Regions from separate parts of the Sus scrofa genome. Here regions 1, 2 and 3 are each linked to region 4. A link is a contact called in public Hi-C and promoter capture Hi-C data. All regions are on one chromosome and are shown on one strand. Each heading gives the region's core, a stretch centred on a gene start, on an enhancer-like site or on the middle of the called end of the contact. The rest is flanking DNA. Distances are from core to core; before and after follow the strand shown.

Region 1 (4,773 bases), core at 496-2,995, 370 kb after region 4:
TGTGGCATAGGCCAGGAGCTGTGGCTCCAATTCGATCCCTAGCCTGGGAACTTCTGTATGCCATGGGTGCGGCCCTAAAAAGAAAAAAAAAAACCCAAAAAACAAAACTGACAAATCGTTGGAGTTCCTGTTGTATTGCAATGGGATCAGCAGCCTCCTGGGAGCACTGAGACACAGGTTCAATCCCTGGCTCAGCACAATGGGTTAAGGATCTGGCGTTGCTGCAGCTGTAGCCTAGATAGCAACAGAAGTTCAGATCTGATCCCTGGCCAGGGAACTCCATATACCTCAGAGAGGCCAAAAAAGGGGGGAAAAAAAAACCTGACAAATTGTTTCTTTGTTCCTTTTTATTAGTTTTTGAAATAGGCCTAGGAATTTCTCTCTCAGGAAACTGTTAAGATTAAATTTGTCTGGCGTTCCCACTGTGGATCTGTCATTAAGGATCTGTCATTGCCACAACTCTGGTGTAGGTTCCAGCTGCGGCTCAGATTTGATCCCTGGCCTGGGAACTTCCATATGCCGGAGTGCAGCCCCCCCCAAAAAAAATTAAAGTTGTGAAATGAATCTAATACCAAGTACTTTCTTTCTGCCAATTCAGGTGGCAGACTTCTCTCCCCAAAACCCTAACCATACATGTTTGAATCTAGATTTTGCTCCCTACTGGATACAGAACTTTTTGATGAATTTGAAAAAGAGATCTGATACAGTTAGCTCCCATCAGCTAATGGATGAGATTAAAGGCATGGATAAAACCAGATTACAAGTTATCTGTGAAACTTCTGAGGAGCCACTTCCAGAGCTACACTAACATGAAATCCTTTGAAATATATCCAATGGGAGTAGTAAATAAACTATAAATTATGATGCAATGGATTTGAATTTTCAGAAATTTCTTGTGTGAAAGGCAGTTTTTCTCACAGCACTTGATAGGGGAAATTGCCAGTTTTTTCAGGTTGCAGACTTTTAAATGCCTATCTTCAATTCAGTTCCATTTTCAGTTCATCTTATGTTGTTGCCAAATTAATCTTTTTAGAACACAAATGTTACTCCCATTCAAAAAAACTTCAATAGCTTCCCACTGTCATAGAAATAAGTCAAAAACAATTAGCCTGATAATTAGTGCCACCATTATTTATGACCTACCTTCCCTCTACACTCTGGATTACCTAGGTCAGAGATTGGTAAACTTTCTGCAACCACTAATCTTTGCATGGCCTTCAAGAATGATTTTTACATTTTTAAAGGGTTGAAAAAGAAAATCAGAGTTCCCATAGTGGCTCAGCAGAAACGAACCTGTCTAGTATCCATGAGGAAGCAGGTTCTATCCCTGGCCTCACTCAGTGGGTTAAGGATCTGGCGTTACTATGGCTGTGCTGTAGGCCGGGCAGCTGCAGCTCAGATTTCAACCTCTAGTCTGGGAACCTCCATATGCCGCGGGAGCAGCCCTAAAAAGAGGCTACCAGTGGAATTGGAGTTGTAGCTGCTGGCCTTCACCACACCACTGCAACTTGGGGTCTGAGCCTTGTCTGCAACCTACACCCCAGCTGACCGCAAAGCTGGATCCTTAACCCACTGAGCAAGGTCAAGGATCAAACTCGCATCCACATGGATCCTAATCCAGTTCGTTTCTGCTGAGCCAGGAAAGGAACTCCAGACTCAAACATCTTGATGTATTTTGTTTTCCGAAATAAGCAGTAGGCTCCTTAGAATGACAGTATTTTTTTTTTTTTTTTTTTTAAAGGGCTACGTGGGCAGTATATGGAAGCTGCCAGGCTAGGGGTCAAATCAGAGCTGTAGTTGCTGGCCTACCCACAGCCACAGCAAGGCCAGATCTGAGCCGCAATCTGCAACCTACACCACAGCTGATGGCAGCTCCCCACCCTTAACCCACTGAGGCTAAGGATCGAACCCGCATCCTCATGGATAATCCAGTTTGTTATTGCTGAGCCACAATGGAACTCCAGAATCACAGTATTTGAGAGCTGGGGTTTAACTTTCTTTAACAGGATTGGAGCCTAGGGTCCAATGTCTGTAGTTCCCAACACCTGCCTTGCATAGCATAGACACTAATTAATGCTGCATATGAAGCTTCCAAACACTCTCCAAAATGTCTTACGGCACTTTCCTTAAACCTCCTCTGTGTCCTAACAAGCAGCGTATTGATGTATTTCTCCCTTACTTCCCGGCTAAGCGATTTCTAGAGTGGACAAGTTACCATTTTGATTCTCTTGGTTAGTAACACCCATTAGCACCTAACCAGGTAACAGCTGAAAAAAGATGAGGTTTCCCCCCTCCCCTACAGGATCAGCCTGGAGACTCCAAGTGTCCTGGTCTCTCCATTCCCGCAAACTTAGACTCATTTAATAACTTTCCTCTCGCATCAAAGCAGGTGCGAATGCCGGTCAGCCAAAGACCTCGAATTTCCGCGGCCCCTGGACAGGTTCTCCACCCCTCAGAAAGACGGCGAGGAGGACCCAGGCCTGTGACTCAGGTTAGCCCTTTCCCTCAAATATCACCAGCGGAGGCTTTGCCCATCTTTTTGCCGTAGACTGTTTTCTCAGTGAGCCGATGTACTCCCTCAAGTAACCGATCCCCTATTTCACTTTTCAAGCCTCCAGACTCTGCGTCCATCCGCCTCGGCCTTCCTCCCTCGGTTAACGCGACAGTTTCTCGGGGAGATCGCCCAAGGCGCGTGGCAGGGCGGTTAGGCGACCAACGGTTTCCACCGCGAGGAGGGGGGAGCGGGCAAAGCGGCGGGAACCAGTCGAGCCGGAGGCAGCCGACGTGGGGCGGGGCCAGCCCCGGGAAGGATCGCGAAGGAGCTGGGAAGCCCCGCCCTTTCCGTAGATATCTCTAGAAAGCCGCGCAGGAGCCCGAAAACAAAGAGTGCGCACGCGCGGCGGCTGGGCCCGGGCATTTTGCTGCGTCACCAGCCGCCGCCCGGCCTCACCACCCCTCGCTCGCACGCACGCACGTTCATTCTCCGTTCTCGCGCCCCTTTTCCTACACTTTCCTTTTCTCCCCGACCGGAGGAGTCGCTCTGCCCGCGCGGTGCATTCTGGGAACCCAGGTCTAGCCCGCCGCGCCGCCGCCGTCGCTTGAGGGAAAAGCGAAAAGAGGCCGCAATCGGGGAGAGGACGCCAGAGTCGCCACCGGAGAGGAGTCGACTGCCTACCAGCTGCCGCCGGAGAGGCCCGCCCACCCGTTCGCCCGTCCCCTTGCCCCGTTCACGATGTGAGTGCGACACGCCACCCAGGGAAGGTCGCCCTGGAGGGAGGCCGAGGCCGCGCGGGGGGGTGCCGGGAAGCCATCCCTTCCCCTCCCCCGCTTTCGGCTCCCTCGGCTTTTTCCCCCTCGGTAGCATTCGTTCTTGCTTGGGGGTGGGAGGTCCAGTATCCTTGTTCCGGTTACCGTTGGCGGGTGGAGGACATTTTTCCTCCAGATGTCCGCTTCCCCCATCTCTAAACCTTCCCTTTGCTTCCCCGTGCCGGAAACCCCACTTTCCCCCTTCGGCAGTGAGGGCTGCTCCCAACTCTTCGTAACTTAGCCTTAGGCCTTAATCTCCTGTGAGCTTTTGGCCACGCGGGCGCCTCGGAGGCGTGGACCCTCGTGGGCTGCCACTCCGCTCCTAGCGACCTAGGTCTGCTTCTGCCGCTGTGTGATGCTGGGACCAGGCCCGGGGACAAGTGCACCTGCGGTGGGTCCTACCCCACAGCTGCTGGTGCTCTTCGTAAGGCACCACGCGGCCCTCCACTGCGAGCGACAGGTACTGCTAGGCAACTGGAGGGAGGGAGGCCATGCTGTCGCCGCAACTTACTTCCCTCTCGGTGTCGTGATTGCCAGAGTATGGGTGTTTCCAGGCTTCTTCTTAACTCAGTCTCGCGAAGGGAGTGGAGGTTGCCAAAACTCAGCCGTTTCCCTGGTAGCGAGGCTTTACAATTGAGCAGGGAGTTCTGCACTTGTTAGAGTTGAAAGATACTTAGGGATATTTTCTGTGAAACTTTAGGTGAGGTTTCGTTATCCTATTTTAATTTAAGGATGAAACAGGTAGGTAATTGCCTTTTTGTTGCCTTAAGTTTGTTTACGTGGGGGTAATTTCAGATCTTTTAAAAGTCTTAGTTTTATGATAAAGGAAAACATTTTAACCGAGTGCGGTCTCTTGCATTGCCATTCCCAGCTTTACATTCTTTTCAGGAAAAGCCTTACCTTTTCAGATGTGAGAACTGCCTATTTTACAGTTTTTTGGTACCACGTACTCCTGAAAGTTACCTATGGAGATCAATTGAGGGGAAGAATTTTTATTTCTATAAAAAGTAATGGATTTTCAAGGGTTTACCTAGTAAAATGGTGATATTTGTGGTGAGTATATTGAATTAGATGTCTAAATGAATAAGGATACACTGTAGCCAATTGATGGAGAAGAAGGTTTGAGAAGAATGCATGTATTACTGTAAAATGACATGTTAGAATTTTGGAAGGATTTCCCCCATCCCAAGAAGTGGTATGTAATAGAAGACTTTAATCTGTGTAAAAGAACTTGTACTTTTCTTTTTGAAATTTCTATTCCAAATAATGTAGCAGGATTGTCATTTGTGAGAAAATGAATCTGGAGATAAAGCATTACCAACTTTTAGTAAACTAATGTAGCGGAACAAGAAATATCTTTATATGAAGAGATAACATGTTTAATACGGTTTGAAGTAGAAACACTTTTCAGAGATCATGTAGAATTGGTAAATAGGTAAGAAATGTTAAGTTATATAAAGAACTCAA
Region 2 (4,620 bases), core at 381-2,880, 410 kb after region 4:
GGCCATATACGTTTGAAATGGGGTCATCAAAAAAAGAAAAGCTGCTAGTTCGGATTAATAAACTAGCATGAGTCTTGTGAGGAGTTTCCTGTGGATGATGTGATCTTACTAGTAGGGTCTCAACTTTGGCCTTTTATGTTGTTCATGGCAAATCAATTTTTTGGCTCTTCAGTATTCTATTTAGCACCTTATTTGATTAAAAAAGCAAAAGGGGACATCCTGCTGTGGTGGCATCTCTGGAACCTTGGGATGCAGGTTTGATCCTAGCCCAGCACAGTGGGTTAAAGAATCCTGTGTTGCTACAGCTGAGACTAGCTCAGATCTGATCCCTGGCCCAAAACTCTATGCTAAATAAAAAGGTTTTTTTCAGAAAAGCACACTGGGAAAAGTGGGTTGGGTGGTTTAAAAATAAGTGCTACTCTAAGAGAAGTAAGGGGTTAATCAGTGTTTTGAAGGATTAATACTGATCTGTGCAAAATTTGAGTCAACCCACCACCGCCCCACCATTGCCACGGTTTTGTTTTTTTTCATCATGTATTTTGGGCAAGACTTGTATGTGGTTCCTTGAGGCAGTGCAGGGTTTAAAGTGCCATTAGCCCTATTCTAAGATCCCTAAAAATTGAAATCTGTTACAGAGGAATAGTAATTTGCAGGGTTGCTGGGCTTGGGGTTTCTCAGCTAAATAGTGGAATTAGACAATTGCCCCTTCACTTTAGCCAACCGAAAGGTGCAGGATTATAAGAATTACTCAAAGGCACACCCAGTTTCAAACAAGTACTAGGTCGGATTTGGTGCTCCTGAAATATTTTCTGGGCCCAGACCCATATCCTGCCCTCTGGTGGTAGGGCTAGAGGCTCTGCACAAACTCTCATCTCACCATTTTGAAATCCTTGAAGGCCATTTGCAGGGATGTGGTTCTTAGCTAATGACTGTTTACAAACCGGCTGGGGCTTTTGTCCTGAGGAGGAGCCTGAATCTATAAGCTCCACCCTGAGGCATTCAAGTTGATTAGGAGCCGGGTAGGACAAACATCCCAATTCAGAGGCCCCCGGGGGCTGAAGGTTGGGGAGGGGCCTTGGGAGAGGAGCCAGGGGTGGAGTAGGGGCCTCTATAAGTTTCCTCCCATCTGCCTATGACGTCCTTGGCACCAGTCTCTTCTGTGTCGTGATCTGGACGGAAGGTGGAGCCCCTGAGCTGCCTGTGCCTGGTAGTTTGCTCCCAGAAAATCCTGAATTTGGGGAAATGCTGAGTTATGGGGTGGGGGCACACATCCTCTGGGTCAAGACTGAAGTGGGGTAAGAAGCTGGTGCAGGAGCCCCCAGGGCCGGCCCTTTTTGCTCCACTTTCCCTTGTTATCCAGATGCAGACCTGGGAACTACGACCCTAAAGGTCATTTCTATCCCTCCACCCCCACATTTACATCTCTCAGCATTCATCCAGAAACTTCTTCCTCTCACTACCTGCAACTGTTTATTTCCTTCCTCCTTCATCGGTCTCTTCTTGTAGCATGCCACTGGAGTGTCAACACAGATCTAACCTTCCTCCATATTTCTCCTGGTTCTGCCCCGTCCTCACCGCCTCCTCCCTCTCCACCCAGAGAAAGCCCCGCCCTTCCCTCCTCCCTCCCCACCCCAGTCTGTCACACAGGGACATCACCCTACAGCAGTTCAGGCTGTGGTTCGCAGGAAGCATACATTGGCTTTTTGATTCGTGCTGGTTCCCAGCTCACAGTTTGGGAGGATCTAACACCAGCCTTCACGTGAAGGGGGAATCAAGGACGGTGAGGAGCTAGGTGGTCCCAGCCCTGAAGCCCAGCCAGCCTGACATGGGTAAGTATGAAGACCGGCCCCCCTCGGGGAAGGCCTGAGGGATGCCTACCTCCCTCCCTGGCTGACTCAGCAGGGGTGGGGCCTAACCTTTGCTCTTTTGAGGGGTGAAGGAGGAGACGCCAGACTATAGGGGCACAGGGCTCAGCTGATGAGGCTGCCGACCACGAACGTTGGAAAGCTCCAGCTCCAGGGAAGAACCTGAGACTGCACCTTAGGTGGGGGCTTTCCCACCTCACCCCCATTTCCCCAGCTCCTTGAGCCTCCCACTATTTTACACTCACTGCTGCTCCCCCCTAAAAAAAGTAAAGCCTACTTTTGGTCTCATTGGAAGATTTTTTAAAGGTGTATCTTCCCCCATTTTCTCCTGGGCTTTTTAAGTCCCTGTCTTCTTTCCTCCCCCACCCTGACCCACCACCAGGTGGGGGCTGCACTGAGCAGCTGCTTCCTGTTGCCCCAGAGGTTGCTGCAAGGGTGGTGGTGGTTGGGGGAAAGCTGAACTAGAATTCAGAAAGCACAATTCTCACAGTTCTACATCAGCCTCACTAGGGCTGCTGTTGGCGGTCCCCCTTGCTCCAGTCACTGAGAAGACTCAGAGAGGGAGGACTGACATTGAAAGGCCTAGGAGGCCTAGGAGGTCTTTGCTCTCGTGGCTTCCTGATTCCAGAGACTTTTAAACTTGGGCCGAGCTTGAGGAAAGAGGCTGTGTCTTTCCACCGCTGAAGAGATTGGGTCGGTGAGGAGCTGAAACAGGGAACCTGTGCACCTGGTAGGGCCGCTGTTACCCCCAGCAGGCTCGGCCTCGAGTTCCCTCTTTGGCACCTTCACTCCTCGGGAGTCCTTGTGACTCTCACTGTCTTTCATGCCCTCCTTTGTGAAGAGATCTTTGCCAGTGCCCCCGGAGCGCAGGCGGAGCTCTCCCAAGTCCTCCAGTTCGGACCCACCACCCTCCCCCACTTCACCACCCAAGTTTCTGTCTCTTCTTCCTGGGATCTGTTCTCTTCCTCCATCTGGGATCCTTCCTGGTTCTGGCCCCTAGGAGACGCCACCAGCGTCCCCTCCCCCAGAGGATTCTTCGCGACAGCCCTATCGGAGCGTTCGTCCTTACCCCAGTAGCTCCTGCCCCTTTAAGTGCTCCCCCCCCACCTCCCGCTCCGCCGCGGCCGGCCCAGGGCTGGGGGAGGAGGCGCCGCCGCCGCCCGGCTCGGCCACCTGCGCCGCCGCCGCCGCCGCCGCCGCCCGGCCCTGCTCCAGGTGAGGCCTGGCACCTACGACCGGTCCTGGAGTCCCTGGGCGGGCCGCCCCTGCGGTCCCCTTCCCCGGGATCCCCGCTGCCCTGGACGCAGGATCTGACCCTCCCCCTGCGGGAGCTGCCCTTCCTCTCTCCCCCGCACTATCTACTCACCCATTTCTCTCCTGTCCTCTGCGACCGGAATCCGGAGGCTTCTCACGCCTCTCGGCCAATCTCTCCAGGGTACCCCTCCTACTCTGGACCTAGGATCTCCCCCTCCCCCGCGTCTTCCTCGCCAGAAAAATCTCCCGCGGTCTGGGTTTCTCCTCCTCCCTCTGGAACCATCGCTTTCCCACGCCATCCTAACCTCCAATGGGAGGGGGAATAACCGCCACCCTAACTCCTTTCCGTCCCTGTATTAAAGGAGGGGGGTGGGGGGGTTATAGAGTGGAGTCACTTTCAGGCCCGGCTCCGCTGAGCCCTTCAAGTTCAACTAACTCCCATCTGAAGCTTTTCTGTAGCCCTCATCCCACCCCATCTTTAGGACTTTAGGGGTGCCCGACCGCAGCACCCCGTCAAATAGCTCAGGTGGGAAAGGCTCTCTTGGACTTGGGGCAGGCCTGCCCAACCTAGGAATGTTCCTGCCCCAGAGTCAGAGAATGGAGGTGGGGTTGCACCCAGAATCTTGTGATTCTGGGCTTAAGGGGCTTTTGGGGGATACTGGGTTAGGGGCTAGGGCTAAGTCTCTAAGGGTGTTGGGGTGGTGGGCGAAGGCCTGGGAAACCCAGCCTTCTTTATTCAGTTGCAAAAGGAGTCCTAAGGAAATTAGGGTTTTCACTGTCCTCTCCTTGAGACCACCATGGAGGATATGAAAGGAGACTGCTGCATGGGGAAGTGGGGGGAATGGGACATATACCATTTTGGAGAGAAGAGTACAGATTATGGTCCTTCTGTGTTATAAGAGAATCTGGCCTCCCCAAAATACAGAAGGGAAGGAGACTGTTTTGCATCAAACTGAGAGGGAAGGGGGACAAGTTGGAATGGTCACAGGGTTGAGGACCATCTTCCAACTAGAACCTCTTAACACCAAGAACCCTTCAGCCATTGAGGGCAAGGGAGGTCTTTAATAATTATCCCCCTCCCTCCAAGTCCAGCTAAGACCATGGCTCTGCCCCTTTTCTTCTTGTGCTGTCATTCCTCACTACCTCCAACATCAGACACTCCAGAATGAGGGGACAGGGTGTTTGAATTTGCTTCAGACTTCTGAGTCATGTTTCACAGGCTGGGAGGGAGCTGGGGGGAGGAGAGGGTGGTCAGCAGTGGTGTTTGGAGTTGAATTCCAGGAGTACCTGGACCAGGAGAGGGAGGGAGCAGAGGGATGCAAACGAATCCCCTGTCTCTCCCTTTCTGTCTCTTCCCCCTCCCAGTCCCAGCCATCTGGCTACACCACACTGTGGCAGCTGACCCCAGAGTCAGGGTGGTGCAGCAGGAACACAGGAAGGGTGAGAAAGGGGGAGCAGGTGCTAATTTCTCCCTCCCTATTCTCTTTATTACCCACCCACT
Region 3 (4,273 bases), core at 1,029-3,528, 330 kb after region 4:
CCACTGAGCAAGGCCAGGGATCGAACCCGTGTCCTCATGGATGCTAGTTGGGTTCGTTAACCTCTGAGCCACGATGGGAACTACAGAAAAATTAAAAATTTTAACATTTTAATGAGCCCTTGATAAAAACTGGTATCCTAGCCCATAAAATAAATTATAGACTATATTGTGCTTGTATAAAAGAATTCGGTTCTTGGAGTTCCCTAGCTTGGGAACCTCCATATGCCATGGGTGAGCCCTAAAAAGACAAAAAAAGAAAAGAATTTAGTTCTTAAAGATAGCAGAAGCATGCTTAAAGACATCCCTAGCTCTGATTTGCCATCTCCATATAAGAATTGTAGATAAAGGGCACAGAACTGATTTCCATGTCCAAACTTGCCTAGTTTACAAAGAAACCCAAAGAAAGAAAATACATTCTTCCTTAGCTAATCATTGGCAGAGTTAGAAAAGTCAGCGGACTTGCTGGCAAAGAGAAATGGTCAAAATGTAGCTTTATTTGTCTAAAGGACCTGGCCCTTTCTTCTGAAGGTACATGGACTGACTGACTGACTGCATTGACAAATCTCCTGGGTCACTATTTACTTTGGTAGAATTTCTATCAACAATTTTAATAGTAACAATAAACATTTTTTAAGTAATGTAATTAATCTTCCTAAAAATCCTATCAAGTAGCTACTATTATCCCCATTTTATAGATAAGGAAACTGAGATAAATATGTTAATTGCCCAAGGTCACCATTAGGTAATCAAGCCAAGATTCAAAGGAGTCTGGCTTCAAAATCCGTGTTCATTACGTTCAGAATGGATAAGCAATGGGGTACTACTGTACAGCCTAGGGAACTATGTCCAACTTCTTGGGTTAGAACATGATGGAAGATAGTATGAGAAGACAGTATAGTAAGAATGTGTATATATGTATGACTGGGTCACTATGCTATACAGCAGAAATTGACACAACACTGCAAATCAACTATGCTGTAATAAAAATAAAATTCATATTCATATCCACAACATCGCTTCTCCTATTTGAAGAAAATGTCAGAATTTTTCATTCCTGATAAACTCCTCTTTTTCATTTAATCCTAATTCATTAACCCTAAGCCTCAGTTTATTATGGCAAAATACCAGAAAATTTAAAGTAGTTTTCAGTACATTTAAGTGCTCTGCTTATCTTAAAAGGCAGCCAAAATTGTCTTAAAGCCAGTAGCTCAAGTAGCGTTGGCTGATTTAGTAATTGTTGCGTCCTTTTGGAGAAAGGATATTGGAATCAATACCCTAGCCTTTTCATTTACAAAACACTTGTTACAATCTACCTTTCAAAACTCCTACTTTTGGAGTTCCCGTCGTGGTGCAGTGGTTAACAAATCTGACTAGGAACCATGAGGTTGAGGGTTCGATCCCTGGCCTCGCTCAGTGGGTTAAAGATCCAGCGTCGCCGTGAGCTGTGGTGTAGGTCGCAGACGCGGCTCGGATCCTGCGTTGTTGTGGCTCTGGTGTAGGCTGGCAGCTACAGCTCCGATTCGACCCCTAGCCTGGGAACCTCCATATGCCGCAGGAGCGGCCCAAGAAATGGCAAAAAGACAAAAACAAAAACAAACTCCTACTTTTGGGAGTTCCCTTAGTGGCGCAGCGAAAACGAATCCAACTTGGAACCATGAGGTTGCGGGTTCAATCCCTGGCCTCCCTCAGTGGGTTAGGATCCGGCGTTGCCATGAGCTGTGGTGTAGGTCGCAGATGCGGCTCTGATCTGGTGTTGTGGCCGCGGTGTAGGCCAGCAGTTACAGCTCTGATTAGACCCCTAGCCTGGGAACCTCCATATGCTGTGGGTGTGGCTCTAAAAAGACCAAAAAAAAAAACAAACAAAAAAAAAAAAACTTACTTTGTAAAGTGTGGGGTCCTGAGCCTCTAGAACAGATGTGTTTCAAGATAAAGTGTCCAAAATAGAGGCAAAAAGAATTGTATGTGTGCCTATGCTCGTTTTTTGTGAGGGGAATTTATGCCTTGATAATTTCAGTCTAAATTATATACTCCAAAAATAAGACAATCGAGGGTTAACCTAAGTCTCAGCTACCTTCCAGTGGTGTGAACAATCTCTGTGGCATTGGAATATTATTTAATACCTCACGTTTTCCTACATTCCTTCCTGAGAAAAGGAAGTCAGTAGTAACACCGCAGTGGGCTACATTGCCAACAGGAAAGCAAAGGTTGTTTCTCACACAGTTGCCCTTCGCGTATCAAAAATCCCTCGACCTGGGGGACAGGAAGGTGTCGGCTATCTAAGGACTACACGGCTCGGAGCAGAGTTCCTGCCAGGCCAGCGCGTCGCGTTCTGAATTCTTACCCTTATTTAGACCTTGTCACCACCCTTCCCGGGGAACAGCCGGACGGCTCACTGGTAGGAAGTGACTACAGGCAGCTCCTGACCCGGAATCGGATCCTGGCCCCGCCCCCTCCGCCAGGCTTCCTTCTGCAACAGGCGTGGGTCACGCTCTCGCTCGCTCTCTTTCTGCCGCCATCTTGGTTCCGCGTTCCCCGCACAGTAAGTGCTGTCTTCGCCACTACTTTTATCCGCAGCCATCCGCCTTTCTTGCTGGCTGAGCCGTCCCGAGGACTATCAGCTAAGGCGAACTGGAGGTTTTATGGGGCCACCGGGTTCCTACTCTGCCCTGGGCAGTGTGGCCTTGGGGCCCCCGGACAAAATGGGGTCTGCTGTTTATATCCTGGCAGTAGGGCAGAAAGGCCGTGAGCCGGGAGTCCAGGGCTGGGTAAATGGGAGCCATTGCGGCTGTGGGGATGGAAGTGGGGTGCGTCTGCTGTTGGAAACGGCTTCACGAGGACCCAGAGGAGGTTGAGGGGTCATAGCGTTGGAACATTCCCCCCCAACACACACACACCCTTCTTTAGTGTGACAAGTGAATATTGGGACTGAGGTCACCTTTCCTCTCCTGGTTCCCGAAAGTCGGGCAGACGGGAGTCCTGGAGGTCGTGACCCAGGAGAGGGGGTGAGGAGGGAGAGGTGGTTCAGTATAGCGTCTTCCGTCTCCCATGCTAGGGAGCCTGACGGGGATTCTCTCCCTCGGATTGAGAATGCAGCGATGATTGCTGCTCTGTAGGATTTGGAGTGTTGAATGAAACAAATTCCTGGGTACTGAGAAATCCGCTTTGTGGGAGTGAAAAAGCGATAATAGAAGGTGATTCTCTTCATCAGAGGATTACGTCGTATTTCTCACCAGTGTGGGGAGGGTTCTCCCGAACACCCGTCTTATGCAAAATTTTAAAGAGTATTTGACTGGGTTGGGCAGCAGAACGGATCCGAGTCAATTCAGGCCTCCTTTTTATTCCCTTCCTTCAGAAATGCCCGGTGAAGCCACAGAAACCGTTCCTGCTACAGAGCAGGAGTTGCCACAGCCCCAGGCTGAGACAGGTAGGTTCCCCTAGATCCTTGTTAATTAAGATTGACCCTAAAACCATTTGGTGGTAACATGACGAAGACAATACACTTCAGTCTTTTAGTGTTAACTCTATTAAAGACGGGGAGCACCTGATAGTGAATGTCTTGAAGGGACTTCCTTAGGGAGTGGAATAAAGTATATTTGAGATTCAAGAGTATTAAAAGCTCCCTGGCCTGCTTTGTATATTATGGCACCTACCTCAAAGGGAGTTGTGCTATGGAACCCTCCCCCCACATAGGAAAACGGAGCAGGGAAGAGGCTCAGTGATCCTTACTTATTGAAACTAGGTGACCCACTGGCAGGCCAAGGAGACTTGAGCTTTTGTGAAGTTCCAGCCACCAAGTTGCATCAAGGTTTTAGATGGCAGTGCTTGGCATTGTGCCATCATCACATGTTTGGATGAGATGTGTGCTGGTGGTAAATGTGTCCTACTGGGATCCAGGGCCCTCCAAGATTGGTTATCTTGTTTTATGGATTGGTGCTGAGATGTTTCTAGTGTGCTGGAACAGCTTGTCTGGAACCCAGGATTGGGATAGAGCCTTTTGACCGCTCTTCAGCTTTGGAATTAATGGATATAGAACATAGTGTAAAGGCAAGTTTTTAGTTCTGATTAAAATACCTCTCTATAAACTTTAAGAGGGGTAGTGGAAAAAAATTGTTTTATAATAGTCTTCTTGCTGAGACAGTTATGCAAAATTAACTGAAAGGAATATTCAGGCTGTGACTTCATCCTCACCACCTGCCCCCCCCCATGGTAATTTCTTTCTTTTTTTTTTTTTTTTTTCCCAAAATTCCACCTGTCACTTAAGGGCAATTTCTGT
Region 4 (4,663 bases), core at 1,329-3,828:
CACAGCAACACCAGATTCGAGCAGCATCTTCGGCCACAGCTCAGACCACAGCTCACAGCAATGCCAGATCCTTAATCCACTGAGTGGGGCCAGGGCTCAAACCTGAGTCCTCACAGATGCTAGCTGGGTTCGTCACTGCTGAGCCACAACAGGAAATCCTAAAAGTCTTGAATGACTACCTTGAAGTGACAGAACTCATTTGGATGATAAGGTATGATGTTTTTTGTGGACAACCAATGTCATTACAGTACACCTCATTTACAGGTTTTAACAGTCAATGGTCAGTGATCCTTTGGAATTAGTTCTCCTCTTTCGCTGGCCTTTATTCAAAACCAAAGAGTGAGCTATGAATGCTGAGAATTTGGGATCTGGTAGAAAATGAACTGTGTGTATATAAATTATTTTTTAAAATAGTTTTAAGATTTATAGAAAAATTGAGAAGACAGTAGAGCATTCCCATGTACCCTTCACCCAGTCTCCACTATTATTTTCTTACATTAGTATGGTGCATTTGCCACCATTAATTAAATAGTGTTGATACAGTATTATTAACTAAAAATCTATAGCTTACTCAAATTTCCTTAGTTTTTAACCTAATTTTTCTTTTTCTGTTCCAGCATCCCATCCATGATACCACATTACAATGATACCACATTACATTTGGTTTCCATGTCTCCCCAGTCTTCTCTTGGCTGTTATAGTTTCTCAGTTTCCTTGTTTTTGATGACCTTGATAGTTCTGGGGAGTACCGGTCAGATATTTTGTAGGATACCTCTCTGTTTGAAAATTGTGTTTATCTCATGCTTAGATTTGTTTTATGGGCTTGGGGGAGGAAAACCACAGAAATACCCTTTTCATCACATGACATCAAGGATACATTGTACCAATGTGATTTATTACCCCTGATACTGACCCCTCTAGGTCAGCCAGGGGAGTGTGTGGTGTATGTATGTTAGAGACATATAGTTTGACCATTGCAGTGGAGGTGGCCTAGACTTTTCTGAGGATGAAATTTCTTCTTTTGTCCATGGCTCAGCCCCATCTTGTCATTTTAAAAATCCCTTATTTTGAAAGTTTGAACCTTCCCTAGCAGTAATCTCCTTCCCTGAATTTCCCCTCAACCCACTAGGCTTCATCATCTCTAGGATTCCTACCTGCCACTATCAGATCCTCTCAAAAATAAGATGCTTCACTTTGGACTAACATTTACTGAACACCTGTTATGTGCTAGGTACTCTGCTAGGCCCTCACTGTATAAGTCATTTAAGGAGAAGCACCTGATGCACAGAAAGACTTCCAGCAGGAGTTCCTGTTGTGGTGCAGCAGAAATGGATAGGATGAGGAACCGTGAGGTTGCAGGTTCGATCCCTGGCCTTGCTCAGTGGTTAAGGAACCACAGCCCAGCCCAATGAGCTATGAAATCTTGGGCAAGTTCCTTTACCTGTCTTAGCCTTGGCTTCTTCATAAATAAAGCTATTTGCACTGGGAACTGTGTCTAGTCACTTATGATGGTGCATGATAATGTGAGAAAAAAGAATGTGTACATGTATGTGTAACTGGGTCACCATGCTGTACAGTAGAAAACTGACAGAACACTGTAAACCAGCTATAATAGAAAAAAATAAAAATCATGATATTAAAAAATAAATAAAGCTATTTATCTCACAGGATGTCGTGAGGAAGAAACAAATTTCTCTTAATCCTTGCATGCATTTTGCTTTCAAAACAACCAACCAACAAACCAAACAAAAAAACACAAACCTCTACCAACCACTCTATGACTGTATTTTTTTAATGATTTTTATTTTTTCCATTATAGTTGGTTTACAGTGTTCTGTCAATGTCTACCGTACAGCAAAGTGACCTATATATATATATATATATATATATATGCACATTCTTTTTCTCATATTTTCCTCCATCATGTTCCATCATAAGTGACTAGATGTAGTTCCCTGTGCTATACAGCAGGATCTCATTGTTTATCCACTCCAAATGCAATAGTTTGCATTATCAACCCCAGATTCCCAGCCTATGACTGAATTTTTAAACGTTAATGTTTATTCCTTACAAAACTGTCAAAACAATTTTTTGTGCGTAACATTTCTATTTTAAATCATTTAGGACTTTGGAGAACACAGTCCTCTTACTTAAGCTTCCCACAACAAAAAGATCATGGTAAAAAGGGAACGAATGAAAACAAGGAACCTGAGATAGATTCCATGGAAATTATCATTTGGTAAAGAGGGCCTCGCCCATTCTAATTTCGTATTGGTTATGCTTACCATCAATCACTCTAGTTGTAAATAAACTGGAGACGGAAGCATGTTGTTAAGGGGTGGGATCTTCCTGTCGCCATTACTAAGGTGAGGACCCGTTTTCTAATAGGCTGAAAGCTGCTTCTTCCCGCCCTCTCGCGTCAGTTGCTGAGAGGCGGGACTATAGGATCCGTAACCAACGGAGTGCTCGAAGCCCCGCCCATCCGATTGGTTGGTAGGGGGCGGGTCTTGTAGCGGATAGGCTGCTGGCCCTGCCTGTTCCGGGTTAGTTGCCGGGGAGAGGCACGTGAGGAAGAGGCGGCGTGTGGCGACCATGGCGGGAGGAATGAAAGTGGCGGTCTTGCCGGCAGTTGGTTCCGGGCCCTGGAGTTGGCGGTCCGGGGGCTGTGGGGCAGTGTGGCTGCTCCTGGTCCTTTCCGGCTGCTTGGTCTGCGGCTCAGGTACCGCCCGGGCAGCAGCTGCCGAGGGGGCGGGTGCCGAGGGGTTATATTTAGAAAAGTGGGGAGTGTCTGCGGGGCGCTGGCCGTTTTTCTGCAGAGGGGGCAAGGACGTGGTGCAGAGGAAAAAAATCTTCATCCTCGGTGAATGGGCGCCGGCACTGAGGAGCCGGGGCCCTGAGGCGGCCTGGGGGAGCTACCTAGAGTGGGGAGAAGCCTGGAGCCTTTTGGCAGAGACCGGGAGGCCTGAACTGAGTGAGAATTGGTCCTGGGGCTGCGTCGCGCTGTGCGGGCCTCCTTAACTTTTTTGGTTAAAAGGAAGGTGACTCGAAGACCGAATGGGCAGGCAGAGCTGCAGCTGGAAAGGGAGCAGCATCCCATTCATTCAACAGATGAGCAACACATGAGCGTATGCTATCAGGACTCAGGTCGGGGTAGCCGAGCAGATATAGTTCCCTGAAAAGCCGTGATCTCTGTCAGTATCTGTCATTTCTGCCCCTTAAGATTCTGGCCCTATAGAACCGACCTGGAGTTGTTAAATTCCCGTTACCAAAAAAAGATACAAACGCTATTCAGTATCTAATATATTCGGAAATTTATTCATTTCTCAAGATGATTTACTTGGTTGCCGTTACTGGATCATTGGTTTTGGACTGTCATGACATTGTTTTCCTTTTCCACTTGAATCCAGAAAACCTAGAATGTGTTTGTAAAACCTCCCTTGTACCCTTCATAAATGCACAACAGAAAGATGAATGAGGTTTCCAAACATCCACTGGACGGAGTTCAGACTCATGGGGTTAAGGATAATCTTATCTCCTAAATGCACATGACTTCTTACCTCTCCCGTCCTTTGCTGCCTATCTCTTGCTGTCACTTATGATTATCCTTAGCTGCAGCTTTAAGGTTGTCTCAGGATCCATATAACTAGTTCCAAGGTGCAACGTCCTTCTGAAACGGTATTTTTTAGGGAGAGGGGAGAAAGTATCCAGGAAGGTACTTTCCAGAGGCAGAGCCCACAGTAACATTTGAAGGGCTGCATATGATCTGAATGAACTCTGGCTAGATGTTTGTCCTTAGAAGTTGTGTATTACGGAGATGAAAGAACACATGTGTATCAAAATGCTCCTACATAATCATTGAGTAGTTAACAGGCTCAAAGTTACTTTAATGAGGACAGAAACAGGAGAAAGGTAAACTCGGGATAAATGTTCTTTATGGCCTAGAAGATCATATAGGTGGCAGCTGCAGAGACAGTCATGTAATAGAATAGAACTTTCCAAAACTGAGAGGTATCTAAAAAAATGGAATACTTCAAAAGGCAGGGAGTTCTTTCTCTGGAGGTTTTTGAAAAATTTGATTATAAAAATAACGGGAGTTTATTTTAAACTATATGGCAAGCACAATTAAGTATAAAGAGGTAGAGAAAGCACTCACTGTTGATTCCATTCAGAGGCAGTCCATTAAAACACACTTTCTTTTGGTCTGTTTCCACATGTTTTGTTTTTTGGGTTTTTTGGGTATTATGTCTTTTTAGGGCCGCACCCATGGCATATGGAGGTTCCCAGGCTTGGGGTCGAATCAGAGCTGTTGCTGCCGGCCTACACCAGAGCCACAGCAACGCGAGAAACGAGCTGTGTCTGCAGCCTACACCATGGCTCACGGCAACGCCGGATCCTTAACCCACTGAGCAAGGCCAGGGATCGAACCCACAACCTCATGGTTCCTAGTCGGATTCGTTAACCACTGAGCCACGATGGGAACTCCATCAAAACATGTTTAAGATCCTTGAAACATCTTGTTAAAAATTTGTGACCCTGGAGTTCCCGTTGTGGCTCAGTGGTTAACGAAGCTGACTAGGAACCATGAGGCTTCGGGTTCAATCCCTGGCCTTGCTCAGTGGGTTAAGGATCTGGCGTTGCCGTGAGCTGTGGTATAGGTTGCAGA

Evidence for each region. Promoter capture Hi-C pulls out the DNA fragments that hold promoters and counts their contacts. A called contact is a pair of places that touch in the nucleus more often than the background predicts.
Region 1: a Hi-C map of skeletal muscle shows a contact between it and region 4, with 4 times the contacts expected there. The contact joins the promoter of PTGES3 here to the promoter of NEMP1 in region 4. A contact is called at or near these places in 2 of 47 Hi-C or Micro-C datasets (heart right ventricle and skeletal muscle) and 1 of 2 datasets of contacts at active chromatin or transcription factors (alveolar macrophages).
Region 2: a promoter capture Hi-C map of fetal liver shows a contact between it and region 4, with 2.4 times the contacts expected there. The contact joins the promoter of BAZ2A here to the promoter of NEMP1 in region 4. A contact is called at or near these places in 1 of 5 promoter capture datasets (fetal liver), 2 of 47 Hi-C or Micro-C datasets (heart right ventricle and skeletal muscle) and 2 of 2 datasets of contacts at active chromatin or transcription factors (alveolar macrophages and skeletal muscle).
Region 3: a Hi-C map of differentiating spermatogonia shows a contact between it and region 4, with 2.6 times the contacts expected there. The contact joins the promoter of NACA here to the promoter of NEMP1 in region 4. A contact is called at or near these places in 2 of 5 promoter capture datasets (fetal liver and liver), 1 of 47 Hi-C or Micro-C datasets (differentiating spermatogonia) and 1 of 2 datasets of contacts at active chromatin or transcription factors (alveolar macrophages).

The regions. Positions count from the first base shown.
Region 1 is chr5:22,019,802-22,024,574 of Sscrofa11.1, reverse strand. PTGES3 (prostaglandin E synthase 3) reads left to right here and starts at 1,745. Exons shown (of 8, transcript XR_002344304.1): 1 at 1,745-3,766.
Region 2 is chr5:21,980,043-21,984,662 of Sscrofa11.1, reverse strand. It overlaps BAZ2A (bromodomain adjacent to zinc finger domain protein 2A), which reads left to right and starts at 1,630. Exons shown (of 29, transcript XM_001927752.7): 1 at 1,630-1,829. The coding sequence starts at 1,826.
Region 3 is chr5:22,056,101-22,060,373 of Sscrofa11.1, reverse strand. NACA (nascent polypeptide-associated complex subunit alpha) reads left to right here and starts at 2,278. Exons shown (of 9, transcript XR_002343981.1): 1 at 2,278-2,539; 2 at 3,327-3,424.
Region 4 is chr5:22,388,012-22,392,674 of Sscrofa11.1, reverse strand. It overlaps NEMP1 (nuclear envelope integral membrane protein 1), which reads left to right and starts at 2,578. Exons shown (of 9, transcript XM_003481636.4): 1 at 2,578-2,719. The coding sequence starts at 2,593.